3 separate regions of the Mus musculus genome follow, and regions 2 and 3 are each linked to region 1. The links are chromatin contacts, called in public Hi-C and promoter capture Hi-C maps. All regions are on one chromosome and are shown on one strand. Each heading gives the region's core, a stretch centred on a gene start, on an enhancer-like site or on the middle of the called end of the contact. The rest is flanking DNA. Distances are from core to core; before and after follow the strand shown.

Evidence for each region. Promoter capture Hi-C pulls out the DNA fragments that hold promoters and counts their contacts. Hi-C and Micro-C count contacts between places; a contact is called where the count stands out from the background.
Region 2: a contact with region 1 is called in a Hi-C map of B cells, with 6 read pairs. The contact joins the promoter of Tecpr1 here to the promoter of Lnx2 in region 1.
Region 3: a promoter capture Hi-C map of pre-B cells shows a contact between it and region 1, with 2.2 times the contacts expected there. The contact joins the promoter of Trrap here to the promoter of Lnx2 in region 1.

Annotation. Positions count from the first base shown.
Region 1 is chr5:147,073,630-147,078,485 of GRCm38.p6, reverse strand. Lnx2 (ligand of numb-protein X 2) reads left to right here and starts at 1,914. Exons shown (of 10, transcript NM_080795.4): 1 at 1,914-2,068. Polr1d (polymerase (RNA) I polypeptide D) reads right to left here and starts at 1,140. Exons shown (of 3, transcript NM_181730.4): 1 at 793-1,140. The coding sequence starts at 818.
Region 2 is chr5:144,221,231-144,226,086 of GRCm38.p6, reverse strand. It overlaps Tecpr1 (tectonin beta-propeller repeat containing 1), which reads left to right and starts at 2,472. Exons shown (of 25, transcript NM_027410.2): 1 at 2,472-2,592.
Region 3 is chr5:144,766,548-144,771,403 of GRCm38.p6, reverse strand. It overlaps Trrap (transformation/transcription domain-associated protein), which reads right to left and starts at 2,610. Exons shown (of 71, transcript NM_001081362.2): 1 at 2,557-2,610; 2 at 155-315. The coding sequence starts at 254.

The sequences.
Region 1 (4,856 bases), core at 665-3,164:
TCTGATTAACTTTTTATGATTCACTGCCTCATTCTCCTGCCTCCACACTTCTAGCCATAGATATTTAACTCCAGTTTTTCCCTACTTCATTTGACTCCAGCAAAGAGGGGGAGGGGTGTCATCTCAGAAAAAAAAAAAAACCCCACCAAGTTAAATGTTTGCAAAATCTTTCTTGGGATAGAGCAAAAGAAAGGGGCAGAGTTACAATAGGGTAGGCCCTGCTGCAAGATGAAAAGGGAGTTGACAGGTATAAAAAACACGATTACTTTAGCATAAAAATGGCAACCACAAGTTATCAGGGTGGCAGGCTCAGTTACGGCTCCCATTTGAAAGAGGTAAGGAAACTACTAAGTTAAAGGAAGTGAAAAGTTTAATAGGAGGGAGAATTTGGTGGACAGAGAGAATTTACGAGCAGTCTGCACAGAGCGGAGTTGCAGTAACTTTAGCCAACTTAAACACGCCAGGCCCGCCACTCGGGACGGCTGGCCCGGTGCGTGACCTTACAACGAGGCAGTTCTAATGGGGGTGGTGGCAGTTTGGGACTTACAGCATGATTCCCAACTTCTCTCCCCTCCCGGATGGCTAGCATCCCTCTGGGCTTTTCTGTTACAAATAAACCCACGGCTCCTCCCTCTTCCCAACCCGGCCCGCTCTACTCTCTCTCCTTCCTTCCCCAGCGCCTGGGGTCAGGCCTAGCCGCCACGCCGGGCCGCAGTCGGCCGCGTGCCCCTTCGCCACCCGCTTCGCTGGCCCGACCCGCCGCCCCACTCCACTCTTCCCCTCCACCCTTACCTCTCCAGCTCCTGATCGTCTTCCATCGCGGGAGGTGGGGGTGGCGGCTCCAGGAAATCCTCAGGTGGCGCTGGCGAAATGGAAGCTCTTCCCCATGTCGCGAAAGGTGCGGGACAAGGCAGGAAGGAAGAAACCACCGACGGAAGAAGCGGATGACGGAAGGAGGGGGGCGGAGCCGCAGCGGCGCGGCAGGGCCCTCTGTGGGCGGGGCTAAACCGGGTCCCGCCCCCGACCACGCCCAGGCGCGGGCAGGACGGTTCACCTGGAACTGCGGAAGCTAAGCCAGCTGCCGGGCACAGCCAGCCGGTCCCCAAGTGCCACTGAAGAGCATAGGCTCTCACCTGTCGCCCCGAGACACCTGCTATTTAAAAAGAGTCAGAGTCGGATCTCTGGCCTGCTAGGCTCTCCAGGAACCCGACTGCCCCAGGGCTGGCTATTCCCAGGACTTGAGTCCTCAGGGGCCTTTCATGGGGCACCTTGAAAAAGCAGAGAGACTGTTGTGCAGAGATGACTCTCCTGACGATACTGTGGGTTTTAAAAATTTTTCTCCCTGGGGTGCAAATGTACATCTCCACTAGGTGCAAGGGCTGCGATGGTCTTTCTTTTGCGAGAGAAGTGAGAGTTTGGAGCACCGCCCTCCTTCCTCGGGAGCTCACGCTGTGGGACTGGCAGCTCCTTTTCCCTTTGATCCCAAGGAACCGCCCTTCTTCTCAGGTGCATCCTCCCAGCTCCCACCTGACCCTGGCCAGGCTGGGTCCCCGCCCCACCCAGCTGTCCCCTCGCCCTGCACACCTACACGTCAGCCGCCCCCCGCCACCTGTTCTCCCTCAGCCTGGTCCCGCAGCCCTCCCCTCCCTTCAGCTGTCCCACGCCCGGCGCGGCGCTCCAGGGGTGCACGCAGACACTTCCCGAGCGTTTTCTCTGTGTGTCTGAGAGGGAGAATCCGGCCGGGAGCGATGGCGGAGGGCGGAACGCGCTCACTCTAACACGGGGGTGATGAGCAGGGCCGACTCGGCCCCTCGAACTCCTTGATTGGTCGAGAGGCTCCGAGCCCGCTCTTAGTCCCGCCTTTGTCCGCCGTTGATTGGCTCAGGTGCGTGTCGGGTTGGGCCTCTGCGCTCGCCCCCTAGGGGAAAGGCAGCAGGGGCGGTTGAGAAGTAAAGTCTTGGCCGGACTTTGCTTCTCGCCAGGAAATCGGCGGCGGCGAGTCCCAGCGGAGCGGAGCCGGGCGGCGTCCTCGTCAGCGCTCCCGCGGGGAGCCCGCCGCTTTCCCTCAGTGAGTTACTTCGCCTCAGGTGCGGGCGGTGACGGGGTGTGGCGTCAGGGTAGGGGGGACCATCTGGGGGACCGCTGGGGGCCGCGTGCTGTCTGGCCCGGCCCGGTGCGGGTGCGGGTTCCAGGAACCCCGATGCAGGTCTGCGCGCCTCTCGCTTTTCAAGACATGGAGGTTTGGGAACGAGTTCTTGCACTTTGCGTCTGCACGTTGTCTGGAGCCAGAGTGGCGCTAGCTAGTTGCCCTCTGGTTTTGTTTCCTGGAAGGGATGAGCAGAGAGGCACCCTCCTCCTTGCCCCAGCCTGTTGCGGGGGAATTCTCACCTTTCTCTTCAGATTTGACATGTTTGGGAGCGTGGGGGGTATAATTTCCAAAATATGAGTCCCGATTTGGAAGCATTTGCGCACAAAGCACCTCTTGGGAAAGACATCGCTGGCTTTTCAAAGCTTTCTGCCACGTTTCACGCAAGGACTTTTTAATGGAGTGTTCTAGTATTTCCGTTTGCATTTAAGAGTGTGTGTTTGCCAGGAGCCTTAAGGACGCTTCCGCGTGGCTTTATCGAATCAATTTTTCTTCTTCTCACTCTGTAGCCTTGGCTAGCCTGGAACTCACGGAGATCCGCCTCTTTCTTGAGTGCTGTAGGGTTAGAAAGGCGTGTGCCCCACACCCCGCCAATTTTTCTTTGGGGAAAAAAAAAAAAAAGCCCAGAAACCAATGGCAAGGGTAGTTGGAGGCAACCGTGAGCTCCAGTTTATCCAAACTGCCTTCACTTTAAGAATGTCACATTCTTTTCAGTCACAGTACTTAGACATTGGCCTCCTTCCCAGGACACAATTTGCGTTTTCTCTAGCCTGTTCAGTGACATAGCACAGACGCAGGATCTCAGTAGGTCAGTCCTGTTTGCTTTGATAGGTTTGAAAACCCTCCCCCACCCACCCACCTTTGGAGAAAAGGACTTTGGCAGGTAAAGAAGGAAGATGGGGGAATCTAGTGTCCTATTTGGCCGGCAGATCATTGTTGAGCTAACAAGGTTTTGCCGTTTTAGCCTGTCCAAATTCCATGTGAGTTTTCCCAAAGGGGTCAAATGTAGGCCAAGTCAAAGCAGCTCTAGAGTCACATTGTTTTTAATTCAGTCCATCCACTAAGTCCAAGGTTTGTTCCTCTAAGCTTCAAGTTTGAGCCTTTTCGTTGTATAAACATTTAGCTACTCCGTGTCTACTCCGCTTTCCAGACTTTGGTGAAAGGGAATTTCTTGCCCAGAGTTGTCAGTGTCTGTATACTTCTTAGTCCATTACCTGAAAGGAAATTGAACAAAGTGATGTGGGAACTTAAAATCATTTCTGCCTAGAATGTGCCAGAGAAATCCTAGGCAGTCTTCAAATTGGCACGGGCTTTCTCTGGGAGCATCCTAAATGCTTATAGCCATAAAGTGCGACATCATCTGCTGTGCATATGGTTGGTCTGAAGGACTTGATGTTTGGGGCTAAAGCAATGGGGGTTGGGGGCTGGTTTGTTGTTTATCTTAGGGGTTCATGGTACATTGTACAAGTGGACCCTTAGATATCTGTTGAAATAATAAAAAGAAAGGATTTTGTGTAATTCCTCAAGACGTTTGGACACTTCATCTGGTCAGTGAGAGTGAGGTGTTCATTTCAAGCAGGAAGATGCTGTGGTAAGATTTGCATTCCATAAAGATAACTGCAGCAGGCTGGAGGACAGTGGGGGCCAGGCAGTAGGTGAGACTACTACATAGTCTCCGTGCATATAATATGTGTTTGCAAAGGGTTTATTACCCTCTCTTTGTTCTTTAGCGGTTTTTAGTCTGGTAGGATTTGGAAACCCGAAAAAATAAAAACAGTTTTGGCCCTGGCTCAGTAAAACCTCAGCCAGAGCTTGTCACCACCAGTCTGAAGAAAGCTGGTGTGGCATTCAGGAGGGGTGGACTCATAGGTGAGTGACTAGGTAGGAGTAGTGAAAGATGATCCCTGGTTTTGTTAGTTTGTTTGTCTGTTTTCTGTTTTTGTTTTAGAGACAGAGTTTTACTCTAACTGTCCTGGAACTCACTCTGGAGACCAGGCTGGCCTCAAACTCACAGAGATCCGCCTGCCTCTGCCTCCCAGAGCGCTGGGATTAAAGGCATGCACCACTATGCTCTGTGATTCCTGTTTTTTTGGGAGGTGAGGGGGCAGGGAGGGACTAGTTAAGCTGCTTATGGGGGCAAAAGAGGGGTCAGGTTCTTCCAGTTGCCTTTCAAATTACTATTCCATCTGGGTTTCAATTCCCTAACAGCCAGGAAATCGTCATGGTACTGTTTAGTAAGGTTTAAGGATCAAGTGAAATTACGAATGTCATACCCTTGACACAGTCTGAGGTGCATTCCAAGTGCTGAATAAATATTAGTTGTTCCTTCAGTGACAACAGTATTGGTGAGGTAGTGGGATGGCGGAGGCTTGAGAAGGAGCAGTTTAAACCACTTGGAAGTCCAGCTCAGGCCCAGTGAGCTGCCACGAGTGAGTGAGTGAGTGACATGTCAACCCAGCATGTTGGATAGACATCGCACGAGAAGCCTGGAAAGAAGAGAGAAAGCAAAGGCTTTTGCATAAAGTCTTTTTAGATGTGTGTGGTAAACTCTGTGAGATTTGGGGACAGGGGAAGGCGGGGTTTAAGAGCAGTGCTGGTGGGGTGTTCATGTGGAATGGTAGGTGCGTTTCGGAGCTGGGTGTGGAGACACACAACTGTAATCTCATTCATTCCAGAGACTATGACGAAAGAAGATTGCCATGAGTTTGAG
Region 2 (4,856 bases), core at 1,223-3,722, 2.9 Mb after region 1:
TGTACTTTCCTCGCCACACTTGAGGGGCTTTGTAATGAGATCGGGAGGTCCCTGTGCTCCTTAGGCACCACAAGGGACTATGGCCCACTGCTGTTTGTATTCTAGAGGTTTTGTGGCATTATTATTATTATTATTATTGTTGTTGTTGTTATTATTATTATTATTGGAAACAAAAACAAGAACCAAGCCGGGCGTGGTGGTGCATGCCTTTAATCCCAGCACTTGGGAGGCAGAGGCAGCCTGGTCTACAAAGTGAGAAGTGAGTTCCAGGACTGCCAGGGCTACACAGAGAAACCCTGTCTCAGGGGGAAAAAAATACTCCCGAGGCACAGGCAGGCAGATCTCTGAGCTTGGAATCGGCTTGGTCTACATAGCCAGTTCCAGAACAGTCAAGGCTACATACTGAAATCCTGTCTCAAAACAACAAAACTAAAATTCCCTTTTCACTTCAGGGCATCTTGCTTACATTTACATCCGTTGATGAACTAGCATCTGTAGGCAGTGTCCTCCCCCCCCCCCCACCCCCCCCCCACCCCCGGCAAGGAGAGAGGGACAGACACACTTCTGATTTCAGTTTTATTTGTTCTGTGTGGTTTGCGTGTTGTCACGTATATACAAGGGCGTGTGACCATCTAGAGGCCAGAGCGGAAGGCTGTAGTTTGGCTCATACTTCAAGAGTCCAGCCCATCCTGGTGGGGAAGGCAAAGTGGCTCTGTCAATTCTGGGAGAGGCTGGTGAGCCCTGTATTTTTTCTAAACCATTTCTGGAACTCTTCATTAGGCAATGCACAGTGATGGCCAAGTGACCCAAACCTGATTAGACAGAAAAGCTAAGAAGGGAGAAGAGCTAGGTGACAGAACACGGGCAAGGCCCCGCTTCGATCCCCAGCACTGCAAGCAAAGACCAAACAGCATGCTCGTACCACACACCTTCCTTCACCCCAGATATAGCAAAACATCAAGTGTCATGATACAGCCTAGAATCTCGGCACTCAGGAGGCTGAGGAAGGAAGGTTGCAAGTTCAAGGCTAACCTGAGCTACATCGTGAATTCCATCCCAGCTTGAGTAATTCAGTGAGACCCTGTGTCAAACCAACCAACCAACCAGGCAAGTCAGCAAGATGGCTCAGAGGGTAAAGACACTCACCTGAAAACCTGAACTCAATTGAATATGGATTCTCGCTTCACAATAGAACTAGACAACCAATTCCAATAAGTTGTCCTCTGACCAAAGACAGAGAGACAGACACACATACACTAAATAAATGTTGTAAGGAGAGAAAAAAAAAAGACCCCCTAAAACTAACGAGGGGCTGGAGAGATGGCTCAGACATTAAGAACACCTGCTCTGCAGTGAGGACCAGAATCAGATCCAGCGTCCTCTTAACACACCAGGTGTCCCTGCAAATGACTTAACCTTAACCCCAAGGTGAGCAGAAACCAGGGGGTGTCAGGGGGTTGCTGGATTCCAGCCTAATGAAGACAGTAGGCAACCTTGCCTCAGAACAGGCAGAATAGCAGCAGAGAGCACCCGGTGGATGCCCTCTTCAGGCCTGTGTGGGTTATATACAGGTACACACACCCCTACACACAACACATACATCTGCTTATACTCTCACACATAAACAAATCAAAATCTAAAACACACTAATTAAAAAAAATAATACAGAATTTACCGGTGAGGTGGCTCAGTAGGTAAAGGCTGAGAAGCCTGAAGTACTGAGTTCGAACCCTGGGACCCACACGGTGGTAGGAAAAAAACCAACTTTAGAAAGCTGTCCTCTGATCTCTGCACCTAGCGCATTGCGCACGTGCACACAGGAACACACATACAAATAAATATTTTTTTAAAAACTAAAAAGTTAATAAGAGGCTAGAGAGATGGCTCAGCAGTTAAGAGCACTAACCCGGGGACCCGGTGTCAATACCCAGCATCCACATGGGAGCTCACAACTGTGACTCCAGTACCAGGGGATCTGACAACGTCACACGGACATGAATGCAGGCAAAAGAAGGCAAACTGCACAAGGCACATAAGAATAAATAAATCTTTAAACAAGAAATGAAGAATTAGAAATGACGACTATCCTTTCTTATGAAGGCTGGAAAACAGACTCCTGTGTCAACTAAAGAAATCCAACCCTGAAAAAACCTGACTCCGCTTCGGGAGCGGTGCAGGCCGGTGTAGACGAGAAGTGCTTCAGGCAAGAAGGAGGGACGTGCCGGAGAAGGTTGGAGCGCAGGAAGCAGGCATGTGAGGACGCGCTGGGACCCGCGGAGTCCTGAGAGGGGACGTAGCAACCCGCTCCTTTCCTCCCGACTAGCACAGAGCGCCGCTGGCTAGCGGGACCCGGCGCGACCTCGAGAGTGCGCACGCGCGCCACCCCGAGCCGGAGAAATTGCGGCTGAGCGCAGCAGCCAATCGTGAGCTTCCAGGCAGTTGCGTCACTCCGAATCTGGCCGATCAACGCTGAGTTGATTATTGCTTCCGGCCCGCCCTCTAGCCTGAGGCCGGGGGAGGGCCGGACTGTAGCTAAAACCGAGGAGTACAGAAGCCTCCGCTGGGAACCCGCCCCACCGGGCGTGGGCACAGGTAAGTGCGGCGCGATGTCCCCGTAACATCGGTGACAAGGGCCGTGGAGACTCCGATCGATGTTATTTGGGTGGCACAGAGCAGAGGTGCTCCCAGTTTTCCGATCCCTCTCCTCCATTGGCTGCGTTAACTGGGACGATCGAGGGAGGGAGAGGGGACTGTACTTGTGTTCTCTGCTGCACACCTACAGGGCACCACCCCTACCCCTGCTTTGGAACCCCTAAATGTCTGCTCGTGAACCCGCTTCATAGCATGACCCCCATTGCAGCCTTTGCAGCCTTAGGACTGCAGAGATTTGAAGACGCCGATCGCCGAGCCTGCATGATTTTAGAGAAATGGAACATCCAGGAGCCTGTCTGTAGCCTTTCTTCTCCCTTGACGTTGGGAGCAAATCTGCTTGCTTTAGGATTAGTGTAGGCAGATGGTCACAGCCCTACAGCTCCGACATATGCTCCTGGTGACAGTGCAGGGGACCCACCTGTCGCCCAAGTGCAGGAACTGGGATCAAAGCCAGGTCGCTTCCTGCCGGCTGGGGCTGGGCCCGACTCTATTTACTCTCCAGGAAGGGCCCCCACTCCCATACAAGCTCTGATATTTCCTGTCTTCTTTTTTAACCCTAACATCACCTTGGAGTGGTCCCTGCGCTTGGCAGCCAGGAAACAACTTTAATAGCCAGTGCACATCAGACAGGAGTGAGGGTGTAATAGAAAAACCAGAAGAAGTCTTGCAGCCTGAAGACAGATTCCGCAGAAGTAAACGTTTTGTGGCTTCTGTGTGCTGTGTTGTGGCCTCAAGAGCATCTACTGCCCACTGCTTGCTCTGCTTTTTGTTTGTTTGTTTGTTTGTTTGTTTGTTTTTATGTATATGAGTACACTGTAGCTGTACAGATGGTTGTGAGCCACCATGTGGTTGCTGGGATTTTGAATTCAGGACCTTCGGAAGAGCAGTCAGTGCTCTTAACCACTGAGCCATTTCTCCAGCCCTGTTTTCTTGTTGTTGCTGTTGTTTTTGTTTTTAATTTCTTTGTGTGTGCAGATGCACAAGCGGCTGTGGAAGTCAGAGGTCAACCTGCACCATCCACTTTGTTTTTTTAAAGCTGGGATTTCTCACTAGCCCGGGGCCCACTAATTAGGCTAGGCTAACCAACCAGGAAACCCCAGGGATCCATCCACCTCTTCAGCTCTAGGGTTATAAGCAAGTGCCATTGTGGCTCACTTACAAGTATTTTTACAGTTTAGTGTGTGTGTTTTGCGTGTGTGCGCACACGCATGCGTGCGTGGCTCATGGGTGGAGATAAGAAGACAGCTTGCTGGAATGTGTGCTCTCCTTCCATCAGGTGGATCCCAGGGACCGAACTTAGGTTGATCAGCTCCGCAGCCACTATCTTCACCCGATCAGCCATGTAGCTGACCATGCCCCCATACTCACTTAAAAAGAAAAACAACAACAAAAAACATGGGTTAAACTTGGGTCCTCCTTCTTACAATGCAAGCACTTTACCAACTGAGCCATCTTCCCATACCTCTTTGTGGGTTTTTGTTTTTGTTTTGAGAGAAGGGCTGACTACGTAGGCCAGTCTGGCCTGGACTTGGAGCAACCCTGCTTTGACCTTACAGGTGCTGAGATTACAGGCACAGGCCCCTACATCAGGCTATTTTTTGGTCTCTGAAAGGATCTGTGAATAAACTGACCCAGAACAGCAGGTGGCTTTTGTGGTGGTGAGCCTTTTGAACCCAATGACGGAAGGGCCACGTTACATTTGTTTTCAGAGGTTCATGGTAAAGCAGAGATTGCTTCTATGGGATATGTTCTCTCTCTCTCCCTTCGCTTCTGCGAAACAAAGATATCTCAGATTCCCTGAATCACAAGATCCACACACCCAATTTCAAGAGTCCTGTGACCCAGTAACCCAAGTCAGGTTGCATGGTGATCTCACAGGAAGTGGTGTGTGACATCCTGTGGAGGCAGAAAGGAGCTGTGGTTAAATGCCAAGATGTTTACCCTGGGTGGCCTTTAGGTCACATGTGCCTGATGCCCGAGTCCCCACTTGGAAGGGAGTTTATAAACACACCCCATAAACCCCCCTTTCTCTCTAGCGTTCCTTCCACTAACTGCCCAGAAGGCTCAATTATGTCTGAAAGAAAATTACTGCTTAGTCATTTATTGGAAGGAAAGTGTTTCAAATCCATCTTTACCTCTTGAGCTCAACCTTCAGGCACAGCTTGACTTAATTGATTGTTTTTACCTTGAACTGTGTCTTGGCT
Region 3 (4,856 bases), core at 1,361-3,860, 2.3 Mb after region 1:
ATACACACAGGCAATCTGGCACACACACTTGTGCCTCTCTGTGGCTCCAGCAGTATTGTTCATCATTGTGCTTCTCCACAAGGTAGACGGGGAGACCAAGGACAAACACTAAGGTTTGCTCTTCCTCTCAGTGTGCAAAAAAGGACAGACTCACGTGTATTCACATCCGTGAGAGCTGCCACAAACTGAAGGTATTTCTTCATCAGAGTGGTTTGGTCGACCACCGTGGCCCCCTGGGTTGCAACGAACGCCATCTTTCTTCTGAGTTTGTGTTTTTCTCAAGCCTGAGCTGCCAAGTCCATGAGTTTATCCAGCCTGTGAAGAGAGACATCCCGTCAGCAGCTGGCAGGGACATGGGGAGCTTGTAACCTGTGAAATATTTTACCTCAGTACTTTCTAAAATTACATTCATATTTTCATTGTGTTTGGGGGGGGGGGGAGGTTCCTGTGCCTTAATAGATGTATTGAGGTCAGAGGAATCACACAGAGGTCCAGGGACTCGAACTCAGGTCATCAGGGCTGGTGATTGGAACCGAAACCTGCTGAGCTGTTCCACTGCCCAAGCTCTAAAGGATTTGCGGAAATCACTGTTTTCTGTGGGTTGTTTTTGTTGTGGACAGTGTGTCCAAATGCACTGTTTCAACATCATTCTCTTCAACATGGAAGCTTTTCTTTCCCGTTACATAGCCTTCTTTCAACAAACCAGGAGATCGCAAACGTTTTGTACAACGAGCTGTGCAGAATGGAGGGAGAGCTGGGGCTATAGCTCAGTGGAGAGAGGGTTTGCCTAGCATGTTTATGAAGCCTTGACCTTGATTCCCAGCCCTGCATAAAGCGGAGTAATCCCACAACCTCTCCAGCACGGGAGAAGTACAGATGGGGGCCTGGGACACATAAGACACTATCTCCAAAGTGTCATGGAGGAGGTGGGGGGAGCCACACAGGAAATGTTTGAATCTTTGTAGTTGTGCAATGTCTACCCAGTTCCCCAGCACTCAGGAAGGAGTCACTAACACATAAATGAATGACAACAGCGGTGTTCAAAAAACAAAAAAACAAAACAAAAAGGAGGGCTTAAGGACACCTTTTGCATAATCTGAATTCATCATGAAATACTACTCTTCTTCAATACTCCCCCCATCCCACCCCAACCAGTTTAAGAAAATATAAAACCAGCTAAGCATGGGGGCAAATGGTTTTAATCCCAGCACGCAGGGGACAAGAGGCCAGCCTGTTGTACATAGTGAATTTTAGGCTAGTCAGGGTTACCTGAGACCTTGGGAAAATATACACACTACATCATGGTAGAGCCTTGTCCTGGGTTTTATCCCCCAGTATTGTATAAATAATAAACTATTCTCCTAAGCATTACCTCAAAGACTGTGGATCTTATCTACAGTCGAGGCACAAAACACAAAGCATGCTTTTTATCATTACATTTTCTTAACTGGGGTGGAAGAAGGTGTGTGCCACACAGCACATGAGGAAGTCAGGGGACCACTTGTGGGACGTCTGTTCCTTCCATCCACCGTGTGGGTCTCAGGGATTGAACTCGGGTCATCGGGCTTGGCAGCAAGCAACCTTTACCCACTGAACCAACTCACCGGCCCCAAAGCATACTTTAAAAGCACCACAGTGACTTGGAAAACAGGAACGTTGACTCCTGGCTCATAAGGTAAAGCGCTTGGAGCCAAACCTGGAGACCTATCTTGATATGTGACCACAGGGTGGAGGGGGAGAACTGAGTCCCACAGGCTGACCTCTTAGCTCCACATGCATGCCGAACACACATACACAAACAAGCAAATGCTTAAAAAATAAAAAGCTGAGTGTGCCAGTGCACGCCTTTAACCCCAGGACTCTGTGGATCTCTGTGAGTTCTAGACCAGCCAGGCCTACATAATACCAGAGACCCTGTTCCTAGGGAGAGAAGAGAAAAGCTAAGGATACTATCAGCCTTGCTACCGTGACTTGGCAAACTCTTGCTTTTCCTATCAGAGTTCCTCCTTCAAACACTGGAGGTCCCTCATACTCACCGACTATTAACTAGACTCAGGGTCAAGGCATTCTTAAGAACAAAACAGAAGCCCTAATCCTGGCCAAACTTTTTATCTAGCTTTTCTGCTGTGGAGGCGGTGTTGTGTAGCTCGGGTAGGAGGAGCAGGCTGATGTAGATGTACGGTTGGCCTTGATTGTTGAGCTTCCAGCCCCGACCCCTGACAGGCCTGTGTACCATCACCCCAGGGCTAGGAGGTTCTGGGGAATCGAACCCAGGGTTTGGTGTGCTAGGGGGACACTCTACCCTCTGAGCTATAGCCCAATCATCTGCGCAAACTTTTGCGACACTTAATCTCCTTTTTATAAGCCACTCAGTAAAAGTGCCACTTCCGAGCTCCCACCCGATCCTCCCAGGGACCAGGCCTAGCTTCTCCCTGGGCCAAGAACCTGAAAGCAGGGGGCTACCCTATCCGCCTGTGGATTCTGGAAGGAGGTTCTGAGCTTTTCGAGAGGATATGGATTCAGGCCTGGATGCCCTCGAGCCCACGGAGTCCCCACCCAGGTAAGGAAAAGGCAAACGGCCCCACAGCCCGCCGTCCTCCATCGGGTCCGCCCCGCCCACGACGCCCGGCTGGCTGGACAACGCGCCTCCGGGCCGCCAGGGGGCGCCGTAGCCGCCGCTACCTTCACTCTCAGCGTCTGGCCCAGAGAGCCAGGAGCCTGCGTGGAGGCCCGCAGATGCCAGGATGGCTTTGGTGGGGTGCCGCAGCCCCCTCGACTCCTCACTCAATCCCTTCGCGTCGCAAACGGCCTTCGGGTTCCCTCCTTTTGTCGCCGATCCTTCCCGGGACTCTCAGCGACTGCCCCCCAGCAGGCCGCTGAGCTACGGCAAGCGCCGAGGGCCAACCTCCGCGGCCGCTAGCGCTGCGCGTCCCTCCATCCGCTCCAGCGCAGCCCGGCGCCGCGGAGGACTAAATGCTGCAGTGTGGCTGATCTAGTTTAGGAGGGCTCCTGGGGGGCCGGAAGGACCTCGGTCAAGCAGGGACAGCCTTCTCCACTTCTCCGTGGAGCCGTCGTGCTGCACCGACTCTCTCCCACGCCTGAGACACGCACGCGCGTGCATCTCCCGGGACCGTTCACCCGCCCTCCCTTGCGCTTACCGGGACCTGCCGACTAGCCCCCAGCATCCGGGCCCGAGTCCCCAAGAACTCTCGCCGCCGACGCCGCTGCTGCTCCTCGCTCAGTCCCGCCCCGGCTTAAAGCCGCGGCGTCCGCCCACCAGAACTAAGCTCGGGCGCACCGCCCCCAAGTGGGTGCGGCCTGGGCGGGCAGCGGGGCAGGGAGGGGCGGTCTGCCGCCTTGGGTGGGCGTGCTGTCCTTTTAAATCATCGCCTGGGTGACCTATCTGCTGAGCACCTAGGCCGGTGGGGCTCTGGGCTGCTGCAGCTTCAAGATTCGTCATCGCCTCCACACCCAACCCCGTGTCCCTTTTCCTCGCAGGAACCAGACTGAAGGGTGATTGACACCCGAAATACCTCTCCAGTTGGTTCACTGTGTGTGTGTGTGTGTGTGTGTGTGTGTGTGTGTGTGTGTGTGTGTGTGTGTATGTGTGGCCTTCAGGGCTGGACTTCCTTCCCTGAGATTTTATTTTTCCTCTTCCAGCAATGCTGGGTGTTGAACTTAGGGCTTCACATCCACTAGGCCAGCTGTGTGTGTGTGTGTGTGTGTGTGTGTGTGTGTGTGTATGTGTGGCCTTCAGGGCTGGACTTCCTTCCCTGAGATTTTATTTTTCCTCTTCCAGCAATGCTGGGTGTTGAACTTAGGGCTTCACATCCACTAGGCCAGCGCTCTATTGCTGATCAGCCGCCTGAGAGTGAAGTAGTTCCTGCAAGACTTTAATCACAGCACTGGGGGGGGGGGGGGGGGGGGGGGCCGGGGGGGGGGAGGCAGGCGGATTTCTGAGTTCGAGACCAGCCTGGGATAGGGGCAGATAGACTGACATCCAGTTGGCTTAAAGGCAAACTCGGGTGTTATGCTGCTAGGTCACCCTGAGACAACTACATTTGTCCCGCTTGTAGCTGATGCCCTCCCTTCAAGACAAAATTGGAAGGTGACAGACCTCAAGCCAAGCCAGAGCGGTGAAGAAACGTGGTGGGGAGTAGGGGTATCCTGTGATACCCAGATGAGGACGAAGGTCTTTCTTTGAAAGGGACAACTCAGCCGGGTGTGGTGGCTCACGCCTTTAATCCCAGCACTCGGGAGGCAGAGGCAGGCGGATCTCTGAGTTCGAGGTCAACCTGGTCTACAGAGTGAGTTCCAGGATAGCCGGGGCTACACAGAGAAACCCTGTCTCGAAAAACCAAAAAAACAAAAAACAAACAAACAAACAAACAAAAAAAACCGAAAGGGACAACTCTATCAATTCTACACTACCGAGTAGGTTCTGTGACAACCACTAACAGTGAAGTGAGCTCGGTAACCATAGTTACCCGGTTTTGATGAACACTGTGTAAGCGATGGCCTAAACCCCACTACCTCCCGCCTCCTTGTATTTATATCCTGCAACTTCCTGTTCCTGATCTGAAAGCTTGAAGCACCAGGGTCTTAGTGTTCTGATCCTAAATTGATACATTTTCGCACTCGGCAATAAACAGATTTCACTGGCCCTGCAAAATAACCTTGGAGGGAAGACGGCAGAGAGAAAGCACGCTCCTGTATTGTTTATTGTTGCCACAGAAGAATTAGCAGTAGCTGAAACGCTGGGAATGTGGGAAATTGTTTCTAATGACATTTTCCCCCCTCTTTCCTGCAAGAAATAGTCTGTTTGCCAATAAAGCTTACGCTGGGCCATCACGACC